2 separate regions of the Mus musculus genome follow, and region 1 is linked to region 2. The links are chromatin contacts, called in public ChIA-PET maps. All regions are on one chromosome and are shown on one strand. Each heading gives the region's core, a stretch centred on a gene start, on an enhancer-like site or on the middle of the called end of the contact. The rest is flanking DNA. Distances are from core to core; before and after follow the strand shown.

The links. ChIA-PET counts read pairs in DNA pulled down with a chosen protein or histone mark.
Region 1: a contact with region 2 is called in an RNA polymerase II ChIA-PET map of memory CD8 T cells, with 42 read pairs. The contact joins the promoter of C030013C21Rik here to the promoter of Psmd11 in region 2. A contact is called at or near these places in 1 of 39 promoter capture datasets (the SN4741 cell line), 3 of 115 datasets of contacts at active chromatin or transcription factors (double positive thymocytes, effector CD8 T cells and memory CD8 T cells) and 2 of 9 other capture datasets (adipose tissue and liver).

Annotation. Positions count from the first base shown.
Region 1 is chr11:80,504,468-80,511,759 of GRCm38.p6, forward strand. It overlaps C030013C21Rik (RIKEN cDNA C030013C21 gene), which reads right to left and starts at 4,639. Exons shown (of 3, transcript NR_126552.1): 1 at 4,089-4,639; 2 at 3,468-3,575; 3 at 2,943-3,078. The region is part of intron 21 of Myo1d (myosin ID); the gene reads right to left. It overlaps Gm31109 (a long non-coding RNA gene), which reads left to right and starts at 4,810. Exons shown (of 2, transcript XR_003949722.1): 1 at 4,810-4,894; 2 at 6,590-6,814.
Region 2 is chr11:80,426,442-80,432,921 of GRCm38.p6, forward strand. Psmd11 (proteasome (prosome, macropain) 26S subunit, non-ATPase, 11) reads left to right here and starts at 2,174. Exons shown (of 14, transcript NM_178616.3): 1 at 2,174-2,314; 2 at 5,264-5,365. The coding sequence starts at 2,224.

The DNA.
Region 1 (7,292 bases), core at 3,389-5,888, 80 kb after region 2:
CTTTCTTGAGGTGATGATTTGGGGTGTGGATCGTCTGCTTGCATACTAATGAGCTCACTGAGTGCCCAAAGGGAAGGGGTTTACAGCTTTGGGTAAGATAAGGGCATATGATTAGTGTAAGAGAAAAGCCTTAAGCAACAGGAAACAAAGAAACAAACAAATGAGCCAGACAACTGTTAGGCAGAAAGAGTTTAAAAGGTAAGCAGCCCCTCCAGACAGCTGTGAGGCTGTGAGGAAACCCTGAAGGCTGGAGGCCCTGGGGGACTGTCCTGCTGCACGGACTTCACAGGACAGCTCTGCTCACACTCCTCCTCCAGAAAAAGAAAATCAATGTGTATCCTTTTTTGTCTTCCTTCCGGACCTAGTGCTATTATCTCTCTAACTATTCCAGCACCAACAGGAAAGGCTTGTCAATCTCTTGGGCTGGCACAGCTGGCACAGCTGAGCTCACTCGGTTCTTCTCTAACTGCTCGGCTGTGGTGGGACTTGCCTTGCACTGATGAGGGTGACCAGCCCTGCAACTTACAGGTGGAGGCCACGGAAGTCACCAAGGTAGGCTTCCCAGTGCAATGAGGCCCACAAACACCCTGGTGGCATGAGTGACTTGCTATGAAGTCACAGTGTTGGGGACATGACTGGGGAGTCTCTTTTGAAACCTCAGCACTGTGGGGCAATGAGTCTGCCTTTCCACACAGGCACTGTCCCCCTTATGACACATCTGGATCTGCAGCATCATGCTTTGTCAGATGACAAAGAGGCACTCTGATGAATAACAGGTGTGTGAGACACTGCTGTGGTTCCCAGTGTCAGAGGGCAGGGACTGTCTGAAGTGCTACTTTGCAAACCACACTAGTGATCTATTTAGACCGAAGCTCTGTCCATTTCAACAGCCCTATGTGTTTCATGGCTGCCCAGGGTTGCGCATCCTTCTCGCCAAGCCTTCCCTCAGCTGTGGAGGAGAACTACAAATGACACATGTCAACCTCTGTGGGTCCTGGATTCCAGAGCTTAGTCTTTCCATCCCCACAGGAAGGACAGAGCTCATCTTCCTGGCCGCTGGGGTGGGGATGTGAGGATGGCTTGGAATGACAGCAGGAGGAGATGAAAGTGACCTGGAAGGACTGAGAGCCACCACAGCTCCTCTCAGTGGGCTTCCTTAAGGACTGAATCTCAGCTTAGAAGCTTAGGATCCTAGAACAAAACTGTGAGTTCAACTTTGGGCAAGGACACATGCAACGCATCGTGGCTAGAAGGCTATTTATTTCCTCTAGACACGTCCATCCCCTGGGGACAGATGGCCTGTGCCTCCCTTGCTGCCTACTGCAATATTCTTGCATCCTGATGGTGAGGAAAGCCTTTGCAAACCATGACAACCAGCCTACTCCTTAGAAACACACCTAAAATAGGGATGAGGCCCAGCCATGACACTGATCCTGCAGTCTAACCACATGCCAGGATAGGGGAGTGCTATTCTTCCAGTGCTGACCTGTGTGGGACAAAGGCCCACAAAGGCCAACATGATTGTGAAAAATGGAGAGAAGCCAGAGGAAGTGAAGAGCGCTCTGAGCCAGGTGTGATCGTGCACATCCGTCATTCCACTAACAAGGCTGAAAACTTCAAGGCCAGCCTGTGCTATACTGAGAGGTCTTGTCTTTAAGAGAATTTCAATTTCTCATACAAATCCCTCCCATGGCATTGGATTAGGAAACAGTTCAATACAAATATCAGTGAAGTTCATAACTTTACCCAGGCATGGGCCACGCTGACTTGCCTATAGTTACTTCTGGGTCTATATAATCCTTCCTAGTCAATCTAGGTTATATCCATCTAGGTTCCTCTCACATGCTTAAAATACCCCAGTATGATAAAATTCATACTCCCCTGAGGATTCAAATACTTTATGTTCTGTGATTACATAATAGCTCACTAAAAACAACAACACTACAAACTCTACATGGATTATCACCGCATCCACTGTCCCTATGCCTGCCCTACTGCTACAATCTAATTTTGGCTCCAATGTTGAGTAGAAACCACCATGTTTGAGTTAGAGGTTTTTGAGCAATGAAAGAACTTTGCTCTAAACTACTGCAGTGTTCTGAAGGCCTTCTTCCCCACTTCTCCCAGATAAAATTACATGTACACAACACACCAAATAAATGAATAAATATGACATATTGTTTAACAACTACTTATGCAACAATTTGATACTGATGTCTCTTTGGAAATGAGTAACCAAAAATCCCCTCCATAGTACAGAGATGCAAAGAAATGAGCTATTAAGAGAGAAAATCAGTTTGTGCTTTTTACTTTATTGTTATTATTTTTTAGTTTGTGTGTATGAGTGTTTGTCTGCATGTAGGTGTGCATACCACAGCAACACCTGGTACCTGTGGAGGCCAGAAGAGGGCATCAGATCCCCTGGACCTGGAGTTACCGATGTTTGTGAGCCACCATGTGGGTGCTGGGCACTGAACCAGACCTTCTTAGATGCTGGATGCTGACTTAATGAGCATTATTACGGTACACGTGGTCAGCACTCTTGACAGATGAGATCTGCTGCCTCCTAAACAGACAGCAGAGTGTTGAGGGAGATGCAGGGCAGAGGGAGGACATGGTGGGAGGAGTAGGGAGAAGGTCAGCATGGCTCGGTGCGGGCGGAGTTTATGAAACTTAAAAGCAGTGTGAGGATGGACAAGGCAGTTGAGAACAGGGCTAGGGAGGTGCCAGAGCCAAAATATATTTCTGGTTTCCTTGTGGAAGAGCCAGATTGCTGTGTGTTCCATGCCCACATCCCAGTGATTGCTGGTCTCCTTACTATCTGAGATGCGCCCTCAGCCACTTAGCAGCACTGTGTGCCCACTGTACATAATGAAAGACCAGGAAGAGCCAGGGAGGAAGGAAAGGAAAAACAGGTACTTAGCACAGGAGGGACCTTGGTTATAATCGAACGGCTTTATTTCAGAGATACTATGCCTTGAGCTGGCTGGAGTGGTGCAAGCCTGCGGTCCCAGTACTAGGGAAATGGAGGCAGGTAGGATGAGGAGTTCAAGGTTAGCCTATGTTACAGAGGAGACCCTGCCAAAATAAACCAGGAAAGGAGAAAAAACTCACCCACCCAACCAAGCCAACAAAATGCCCTCAAACCACATAGGTGGTTAGTGGCAGAGTGACACTTGTATGGCACACCCAAGATTCCCACCCACTCGTTCATCGACTCACCCACTCTCCTACCCACCCAACTCACCCACCCACCCGACTCACCCACTTACCAACCCAACTCACTCATTCAGCCAAACCATCCACTCACCCAAGTTCACTCACTCACCCACGCACCCACCCACGCACCCAACTCACCTACCCACCCTCACCCACTTACCAACCCAACTCACTCACTCACCCACCCACCCATCTGCCCGCCCACTCAATTCACTCATAGGAGAAAGGGAGGCAGCACAGATCAGCACCTCTAATGGGAGTACACGAGAGCCACAGCAAGAGTCCACAGGAAACCCACAGGTCTGTCAGGAGTCACTCCTGTCAGTCTCATGACCAACTAGACCTTCAGGGCCATCCTGTGGGAGGGAAAAATGGCTGGGGGGGCAGTCTTTTCTGGCCCTGGACAAGTCGGGATCAACAGGGCAAATTTCCTAACCTCTGCTTGCCTCTGTCCTGGGCCATGAATGGGAATCTAGGGGAGATCCAAACTGAACGATCCAGGACAGAGTACGCTCAGCACCATGGCTGGAGAGCCACAACAGCCTCACGAGCACACCCTGTGATCGCTGTGCTGATGACCACAGAGCTGCGACAACCAGGGGTCAATTCGTTTTTCTTACAAAAAAGCATCAATGGCTTCATATGCTCAGGAAAGCACATCTATTCTCTCCGATGCTAAATGAGCATATTTATCTGTGTAGTTTCCCACGCTATAACCACCCCCGTTTCTGATTTTGATGGACCGTGTTTCCTTTTGATGTCACCTCAGGGTTTTTTTTTTTTTTTTTTTTTTTTTTTTTTTTTTTTTGCTTTGCTGGTGAGAAAGTCCCAGTTTAGTTTCACAATTAAAAAGAGAGTCACACACACACCTCTGTTGAGTATCCGGGCCCCTGCACACTTGCTGCTCAGGCCACCGGTTCAAGTTTAGGGTACAAACAGGAAACTGTTCATTCCTACTTCGTTACTTCTGTTTCCCGAGGCATCAACACAACTTGGGTTACAGCTGAGATTAGAAACCGGAAGCAGTCAGTAGGCAACAGCCTGGGCTACCAGTTGTGAAGTGGCAGCAGGAGGTTTGATCTACACAGACACATGGACTCTGAAGGCCTTTGATGCCGCCTGGGCCACCGGGTGGGTATTCCTCTGACATCCACTCTGAGGGCCCAGACTGCCACCCGCAATCTCCTTCCCCACACTTCTTTCTAAGGCTTGGTAGCTTGCTGCGAGTTAGCTCTTGGTTATTTTTAGCCCCACTAACTGCTTGAGAGGCAGCTGCAAGGCGGCAGCTGTGGAAGGCAGCTGCCGCGGCTTGATCTCTAGCCGGTATTATCTGACAGCTCTCGGCATGTGAGTTCTAAGATCCCCCTTTCTTTAGGTGAGCTCACAAGCTTTTCTCCTGGGGATGACATCAGATCTGTGTGTCCGATCACCTGCTCTGGTGGGGGACATGTGCAGAATTCCGCTAGAAAGGGAGATTCCAAATGTTTCTGACCCATAAACGCCAGGTGTGACGCAGGGGCCCTCCCACAGGGTTTCTAAGATGAGGGAGCGCCACAGAACTTCTGTCCTGCAAACTCTGATGTCACAAAAGAATGCAGAGAGAATGAGGCAGCTCACTAGCCTGCCTGGAGCCCCCTTCAGAGCCAGCATCAGATGAGACAGGTACCAGGCTGATGTGCGTACGCTATCCAGGAGAACTGGTCCAGATCCCATCTCCTCTGCTCTCTTGCATGGCTTTGCTTCTTGGCACACACACACCTCCTGCCTGCCTTTCTCTGGAGGGTCTTCAGCTACAGCATACAGCTTTTTGCCTTTAGGCTTCTGCATAGACTGTTTCCAATCTAGGTGGCGTTTAGACCTGCTTCTAGGTGTTAATTTGGGAGCTTTTTCTTGCTCCCATGTCAGCCTCACTTGTCCCTTAACCGCATTACTCCGAGGGCTGTATGGAACATTACTTTTAGGCATCTATTTTCTTTATAAATCTAAACCCTTTTAGCTAGCACATAGTGAGGCTCGGCAGATAGCTGACTGATGATGTCTTGGACTCCCCAAGAATTCCTCCCTCCCCCATCTATGCCTTTTTTTTTTTTTTTTTTTTTTTTTTTTTTTTGACATCAAATGTTCTTCACTGGGGACGGAACGCACAGTCTTGTGCACGCTAGGCCAATGCTCGGTAAACTGAGCTACATTTCCAGTCTCCAATTTTCTGTTCTTCAAATTGCCTCTTTTTCAATTGATCTCAATATATTCAAACTGAGTCCTTTGTCAATTCCCTGTCAGAAAAAGGGCTTCAGAGAAGAGATGTATGAAAATGCTGGGCTCGAAGGCACATTTGGGCTAAGGATACACACACAGGTAAACAGAGAAGAGCGGGGCTGGCTAGCTGAGCCTTTGTCGCCAGCCTCTTGAAACTTTCTTTTCTGTGGGTTGAGAAGCCTGAACCCCTGTTCCCAAGGCATTCTTGACAAGGAGTTTGCCCATCAAGACGACTTTCCCATTAACCTTGTGGCGCTGTTCTCAGCTGCCTCTCACAGAGCCCCTCTTAGGGCAGCGAGGCAGTTCACACCTGTGTCTACATTCTCTGGTGCACCTCCTTCTCTACCCAACCTCCACCATGCCAGACACAAGCCAGTGGAAACACTGGCTTCATACACAGCACCATGCTGAAGTCGTTTCCCAGCCCCCACCATTACAGTAAGTGGGGTAAGATACAAGTTTCTGCTTTAAAACGGGCACGTGAACACAGTCTCCATCCAACCAAGGGCTGCAGAAGAGCCCTCGGGTGCTCGACTGTCCGCCCCGGGGTTCCACTTGCTCTTCCTTGTACTGTTCTATCTCCATCCAGTCTCTTAGGTGACCAGATCCACCCCTTCTCGTTCCGGGGAAGCTTCCTATCTTAGGACTTGCTCCTCAGGTTCAAGGATCTAGCCTGCAGCCTCACTTATATAAGCTTGGTGGAAGGCATTTAATATACCCTGGGCCAATCAGAGCCTTTGCCTGGGGTTCATAGATTTTGAGGTAGAAAAGTTCCCCCTGTTTTTTGTTTGGTTTTGTTTTTAGGCTGTTAAACTGGCTGCAAGTGTGCCTAGGTATTCCCTATGCGGAAGCACACTATACACAGAGATGGAAAGTGGAGAAGGAGAGACAGGCAGGAGGGAGGAAGCAAAGGACTTGATGGTTCCCAATTCCTGTTCTAGGGCTTCACAGTCCACAGGCTGTCAGCTCCTTCCAGGCCATTCTGGTGTGAGTTTGTGTTGCGGGTACATGTGAGTGAGTGAGTGTGTGCATGTGAGTGTGTGTGTGTATGTGTTTGAGATAGGGTCGCAAGTAGTCCAGGCTGGTCTCAAATTTACTATATCTCCCACAATAGATGACTTTGTATTCCTGACACTCCTGCCAGGGAGCTGGGTTCCCAGGCTGCACCCCAGCTTCACCCTGAGTTTAAGCCACTTCATCTGGAAGATTCTGCGTTACACATTGAACTTGCTCCGCAGGACCCAAGGGAGTGGAAATAAGAGCGTTGTTGAGAAATGATTCTCTAAGGTGGTTTTTGTTTGTTGTTGTTGTTTTTTAAATAAATGGTGTCAGTCCAGCATTTAAAGACGTCAATCCCTTCTCTATCCTGGCTCAAGGCATTGTCATTGTCAGCCTCATTTGTAAAGTACACACAAATAACCATGTGCGCATATCCTGAGAAGTGTCGAAAAGCATTCATGAATGTGGGACAGGTCATTCAAACACCTGACAAGCATCAACACGGGAAACAGCCGGAGCACACCAGGCAGGGTGCTGACACGGGGAAAGGCACCTGAGACGACATGTCTAGAGTACAGTATTGCTTGCCTACTGAACAGGGACAGCTTGTGCCTCAATATTCCCATCAGAATGACGGAATCACTCTTTTGTTATTTATGTATGCATTTCTTTACTTGTGTATGTATGTGTGCATGCACGGGGATGAGTTTAACTATGAGTCAGAGGTCAGCCTCGAGTGTCATTCCTCAGAGCCTTTCACCTTGTTTTTAAAAAATGTGGTCTCTTCCTGGCCTGCAGCCTGCTGAGCATGCTGACCA
Region 2 (6,480 bases), core at 924-3,423:
AGAAAGATTTATTTATTATATTTATATAAGTACATTGTAGTTGTTTTTAGACATACCAGAAGAGGGCATCAGATCTCATTACACATGCTTGTGAGCCACCATGTGGTTGCTGGGTATTGAACTCAGGATCTTAGGAAGAGCAGTCAGTGCTCTTAACCGCTGAGCCATCTCTCTAGCCCCTCTTATCCCTGTTATTCAGATAGGAACGCTAAAGATCAAAGTGAGTAGGAGTCTACAGAAGTCACCATCTACTAGTACCCCGCCTAGAGTTTGGAACAAAAGTAGCATTTCCAAAGCCTGTTGTTCTTAAATTGTACATTCAGGATGATGATACAATTGAATTGGTTAAGAAAAGATACAGAGGCCGGGTGTGGTGGCACACGCCTTTAATCCCAGCACTCGGGAGGCAGAGGCAGGCAGATTTCTGAGTTCGAGGCCATCTGGTCTACAGAGTGAGTTCCAGGATAGCCAGGGCTACACAGAGAAACCCTGTCTCGAAAAACAAACAAACAAACAAGCAAACAAACAAAACAAAACAACAACAAAAAAGAAAGAAAGAAAGAAAGAAAGAAAGGAAGAAAGAGAGAAAGAAAGAGAGAAAGAAAAGATACAGAAGCTGGAGACTGGTTGTGGTGGCACACGCCTTTAATCCCAGCACTTGGGAGGCAGAGGCAGGCGGATTTCTGAGTTCGAGGCCAGCCTGATCTACAAAGTGAGTTCCAGGACAGCCAGGGCTATACAGAGAAACCCTGTCTCAAAAAACCAAAAAAAAAAAAAAAAAAAAAAAGAGACAGAAGCTGGAAGTGCCTTTAATTCTAGCACCTGGGAGAGGAGAAGGGAAGAGGGCACAGATAAGGGTGCTTGCTGCCAAACATGAGTCCCTGAGTTCAATCTCTGGGCTGGCCATGATTGTGAGTACTGACTTCTGCAAGAGTTCCCTTCTCCATGTGCATGCCATGGCATGTGAGTTCCCACAGACAGACAGACATAGAAGTAAAAACTTAAAAACTACAACAACAAATGAATTCAGTATAGTCTCATTAGCTCTCCATCAGATTGAGAAAGAAGGAATGACTTCTTGGGTGAGTGTGTGTGTGTGTGTGTGTGGGGGGGGGGGGATGATCACAGCATTACACCGAAGTTCATGGAATTTCAGAGTTGGGAGAATTTGGAAGCCAGTTTAGTTCACGTGACACAACAAAGTCAGGACTTCTGTTACCAGCATGGTGGGATATTACCCAGATTTCATTAGAAAATGCAAAGGGTGGGAATGTCTTTCCTACCAGGTCTCAGTTCTGTCAGTCACTTTATTCCCTTCAGTTTCCTTAGGTATTAATTAAATATTTTTTCAAAGACTCTTGTTGAGTATTGTTGGACAAATGAAAGGAGACAGGTATAGAGATTGATTAGTCCAGTCATAGAGGAGTATAATGTTGGTTCTACTTAGTTTTTTATACAGCACAGCTATTTAATTTCCAGATTGTCATCAACTTAGAAGGTCTCCCTCTGTATAGGTTTAGCAACATCTTTAGGTTGATCCTTAGTGATAAGAAACATGCTTTTTTCCCCTTTCCCTTGATATCTTCACAGATATCCTATTACAGTTGAAGGAATTGGAGATACGGGAGGAAAATTTTGTTCTATTGTTGAGCTGGAAAGCTGGTATGAGTCAAATGTGAATCTCAAGAACTATTTAGATTGAATGATTGGGTCAAAGATGACTTTCAATCCACAATGTGAAGCTCTGTCCGATGATGGAATGGCTATTTGTGAAAGACAGTGTTCTTTTACATTGGCGATTTCTTCCGTCCTGGAAGGGAGTGTGTGTATGTGTCCTCCCTGCAAAACATCTGAATGAATCTGAACGGTGCTATTCCTGCCACATAATAGGCAATTTGAAAGATCATCTATCGCTATGAGTGACTGGTTACACGGGGATACTATACAAACAGCCAAGCAGCTTTCCTTGAGTACTCAGCCTCTTTTGGAGTGGTGGGGATTAATTTCGGTTTGTCTCTTCAGATGGCCGCGAGATGGCGATGGGGGAGCTCGTTTGTCGCTTGCGGGACGCTCCTGGGCCACCCACGGGGCAGAGAGACTACAACTCCCGGGGTGCTCGGAGAAGGGAGGCGGGGTCTTCTGGTAGGAACGCGAGGGCGGGTCTTCCGGGTGTGTGTTTCCGGCGTCGGCGGCCGCGGCCGGGGACGGTGTGAGAGCGGTAAGATGGCGGCCGCAGCGGTGGTGGAGTTCCAGAGAGCCCAGTCTCTACTCAGCACCGACCGGGAGGCCTCCATCGACATCCTCCACTCCATCGGTAAAGGGCCTGGCGCCGTCCCCGCGGCTCCGCCGTCCCGGCGCGGCCTGTGTGGGTCGGAGGCGGCGGAGAGGGGCCGGGCTAGCCGGCTATGGTGCTGCTGACTCACTGTGTGTGAGGGGGGCCGGGCTGGGGGCGCAGGCCGCTCGGGGACCCCAGGAGCCCCATGGCTTCCAATCGGGCGGGAAGCCCCTAGGCAGCCGGCCCGTCCACCTGCTGCCTGCTGACTCACGGTGGGCGCAGCGCAGCGCAGCGTGGCGAGCGGGCCGGGCCAGGTTCGCTACCCCTCAAGGGTCCCCGATTGTGGCCCGCGCGAGCTGGCCGGGGGCTGAGAGTGGCGGCCCGGGACAGACGGGTCGGAGAGTGTGTTGTTGAGAGGTCCGGGCGACTGCCGCGCAGGACTGACATTTCCCGCCGTTGTTATCAGCACAGGTTGCTCCGGGTGGGAGCGCGAGCGCTTCTCTTGGAGTTTTCTTCCGGGACGCTGGGAGCTGTCGCTTACAGCCAGCCCTCAGCCGCAGCCGCCGGCAGCAGAGGGCCACTTTCTGGGTGTGGGAAGTTGAGGGGTGCCACACGCTTAAGATTGGTATTTGACCGGTGTAGCTTGTGAGCTGAAGTGTCGTCCGAGTGGGACCGCCGGGACAGAGGAGGTGACTCATTTTTCCCAGTAGGGGTTGAAGTTTAGTTCTGAGTTCTGAGAGGCTGTCGTTCAGGGAACTTTTTGGGACCGGCGGGCCGCACATTGCTGGAGAAAAAGAAAAATTTTAATACCATAGCGTGATTGTCTTAAACCGTAGGGCAACAGGAAAGTTGAAGTAGGAACCTCCAGCCGGTCGCTTTCTACTGGGATTCAGGTGTAAATAGAAATAAGTGGTTGATGGCAGAGAAGGCCTTTTAATATTCATTCCTTAAGGGTTCAGTTAGAGAATGAGCTTCCTCCTGTGGTAATGTGAGGTTTTTTTTTTTTTTTTTTTTTTTGGTTTTTTGAGACAGATTTTCTCCATGTAGCCCTGGCTGTCCTGAAACTTACTTTGTAGACCAGGCTGGCCTTGAACTCAGAAATCCGCCTGTCTCTGCCTCCCAAGTGCTGGCGTTAAAGGCGTGTGCCACTATGCCCGCCCGGCGTGAGCTTTCAAATGTAGCCTGGGAGATTCGGATTGGATCAACAAGTTGTTGGTGAATGCAGGTATATGAGGGACTGCCAGGATGTTGATGCTTATGTTGACTTAACTGAGTTGCTGAGTCTTGAATTTCTGTACACAAGACTTGTACCAAGAAAGGACACTGTCAACAGCTTGAAGTTCTTGACTCTGGGAATACTAGAAAGGAGAGGAGACGAGAGAGCACAGTGCATTGTGAAGGAATCATGAAGAGTTTCATTTCGAAGTTCTGATAGTGTCCGTTTTAGAGCAGAGTACCATAGCCATCGGATGTTTTTACAAAGACATTTTTCTGTGATCACACTTTAATATTTAGATCACACTTTAATATTTAATAATCTGCGGAGCATAAAAGTTTTTTGTGCATAGTGCCTGATTTGTTTGCCTTTCAGAAAGTAGAAATTACTAATAAACATTGCCATTAGAGTATTTCACCTTTATCAGACCCTTTATGAACCTTAACCTATTTTCCAAATGAAACTACCAAACAAATAAGGGAAAAAAAAACAACCCTCTAAAGAAAAGTAAAATACAGATACTATAAAAAGAAAAACAAAACAAAAAAAAGGAGTGGTTGCTCATTATACTAAGAGTCCCCTGCCAGCTCCCCTGTTAGAGTAAGCTTGAGTCATGGTGGGTGACAGCATTACTTTTTCCGGACTCCATCATGAGTATCAAAATCTTGGATTTTGTCAAGTCATGATGCTTTTTTAGAGCATTGTTAACTAGTCATGGTCACCAAAATAAGCACAGCAAACTTGGGAAAGGCTGTTACAGGGTCAAGCAGTTGAATAATTATTAACAGTTGAAAGTGGGACAGATTAAAAAGTTACTTTAACAGGACCTGAATCCATCATGAGGCAGCCGTCTGTCCTAAGTGAGTAACTCTTCGTATCACACTGAAGCTTTGATAGGAATTTCTCTAGGAGGGAGTTATAGAATTGTTTTTTATTTTATTTTATTTTTTTGGTTTTTCTTTTTTTTTTTTTTAAGATTTATTTATTTATTATATGTAAGTACACTGTAGCTGTCTTCAGACACTCCAGAAGAGGGCGTCAGATCTTGTTACAGATGGTTGTGAGCCACCATGTGGTTGCTGGGATTTGAACTCTGGACCTTCAGAAGAGCAGTCGGGTGCTCTTACACACTGAGCCATCTCACCAGCCCTTTTTTGGTTTTTCGAGACAGGGTTTCTCCATGTAGCCCTGGCTGTCCTGGAACTCACTTTGTAGACCAGGCTGGCCTCGAACTCAGAAATCCGCCTGCCTCTGCCTCCCGAGTGCTGGGATTAAAGTCGTGCGCCACCACGCCCGGCTTAGAATTGTTTATTCTTGATATGTCCTTCAGCCAAAACTTTCTATAGACCTAAAGTTTGTTGAAAGACTTGCTTTACAGTTATCAATAACTTTATAATTTGATTTTAGTTTGTGATACGAAAATACATAGGCATGTTAAGGCCTACTTAAAGTGAAAAATCTATTCTTTTTAACTATTAATATGAGGCATATTCTTTAGATAGTTGGTCATTCTACTCTAAAGGTTTTTTTTTTTTTAAGTCCTTATTTGCTGGTTTCATTTGGAAATAGGCTAGAGTTCATAATGGTCTTATAAGGGTGACTTTTCCCTTGCTTCATTTTTTTTTAATTTTTAATTTTTTATTTTTTTTCCATTTTTTATTAGGTATTTAGCTCATTTACATTTCCAATGCTATACCAAAAGTCCCCCATACCCACCCACCCCCGCTTCATTTTTTTAATCATAATTTTAAGAGTTCATTTTCTTTTCTTAGTGAAACGTGACATTCAAGAAAATGATGAGGAGGCAGTCCAGGTCAAAGAGCAGAGCATCCTTGAACTGGGTTCTCTCCTGGCGAAGACTGGACAAGCTGCTGGTAAGTCTTACAAATGAGTTATACCTATAATGCTGTGTCTGCAACACCAGATGGAGTGTCTCTCAGAACACAAGACTATATTTAACACCCAGTTCATTTGTGTGGAATTCAGCTTTATTTTCCTGACAACTTGTTGATCTTCAACTTTGAAGCAGAAAAGTGTAGAATTTTATTTTATAGGTGAGGGAAAGTCCTGTTTTTGTTGAGATATGGTGATTTGTGATTTGTTCCTTGTTTTTGAGTTCTTACTGTATTTCCTTACATGTCTACAGCAGCAGTCTTCAGCAACTTCATTGACTTGCTTTGGTATATTTAAAGAGAGTGAGCGACTTTAGGCCCTTCACTTGAAAAATGGTTGCAGATTTTTTATCCCAAGTGACTCACATTTTTTCTGATGTAGAATGAATAAGACATTAAATAATAGTGCCTTCCTAAGGCTACTTCTTTGGTACCTGGGAGTTTTGCATATTGTTGTACCTACATCCAAGTGATAATTGACATTGACTGGTTGGGTTTGAGACATAGATGGATGATTACCAATAAAGTAATAATATCATAAGCTTGTTTAAACTTAAAGTGGGTAATTTGTGTGACTTTAAAGTGACCTGAGAGGGGCAGGAGAGATGGCTCAAGGATTAAGAGCACTTGTTGCTCTTGTAGAGGATCCAGGGTTTGGTTCCCAGCACCCACATGGTGGCTGACAACTATCGGTAACTAGACTCAGGGGATCTGATGTCCTTTTCTGGCCTCCCAAGAGTATCAGGCATGCACACGGCACACCGGTATGCATTCATGCACAGAGCATAAACAAATGTTAAAGGAAGTTGAAGTGAAGTTAGAATCTATTTGATTAGAATGAAGTGAGTTCTGGTAAGTTCCCTCATGAGTCTCTTTCTTTTAGTTTATGTAGTAAGCCAAGAGATTGGTGGAGATAGTAAAACAAAAGTTCTTAAACCTAGCTGGAGAGGTGGCTCAGTGGTTAAGAGTACTGACTGCTTTTCCAGAGATCTTGAGTTCAGTTCTCAGCAACCACATGGTGGCTCACAACCATCTGTAATGGGATCTGATGCCCTGTTCTGGTGTGTCTGAAGACATTGACAGTGTACTCACATACA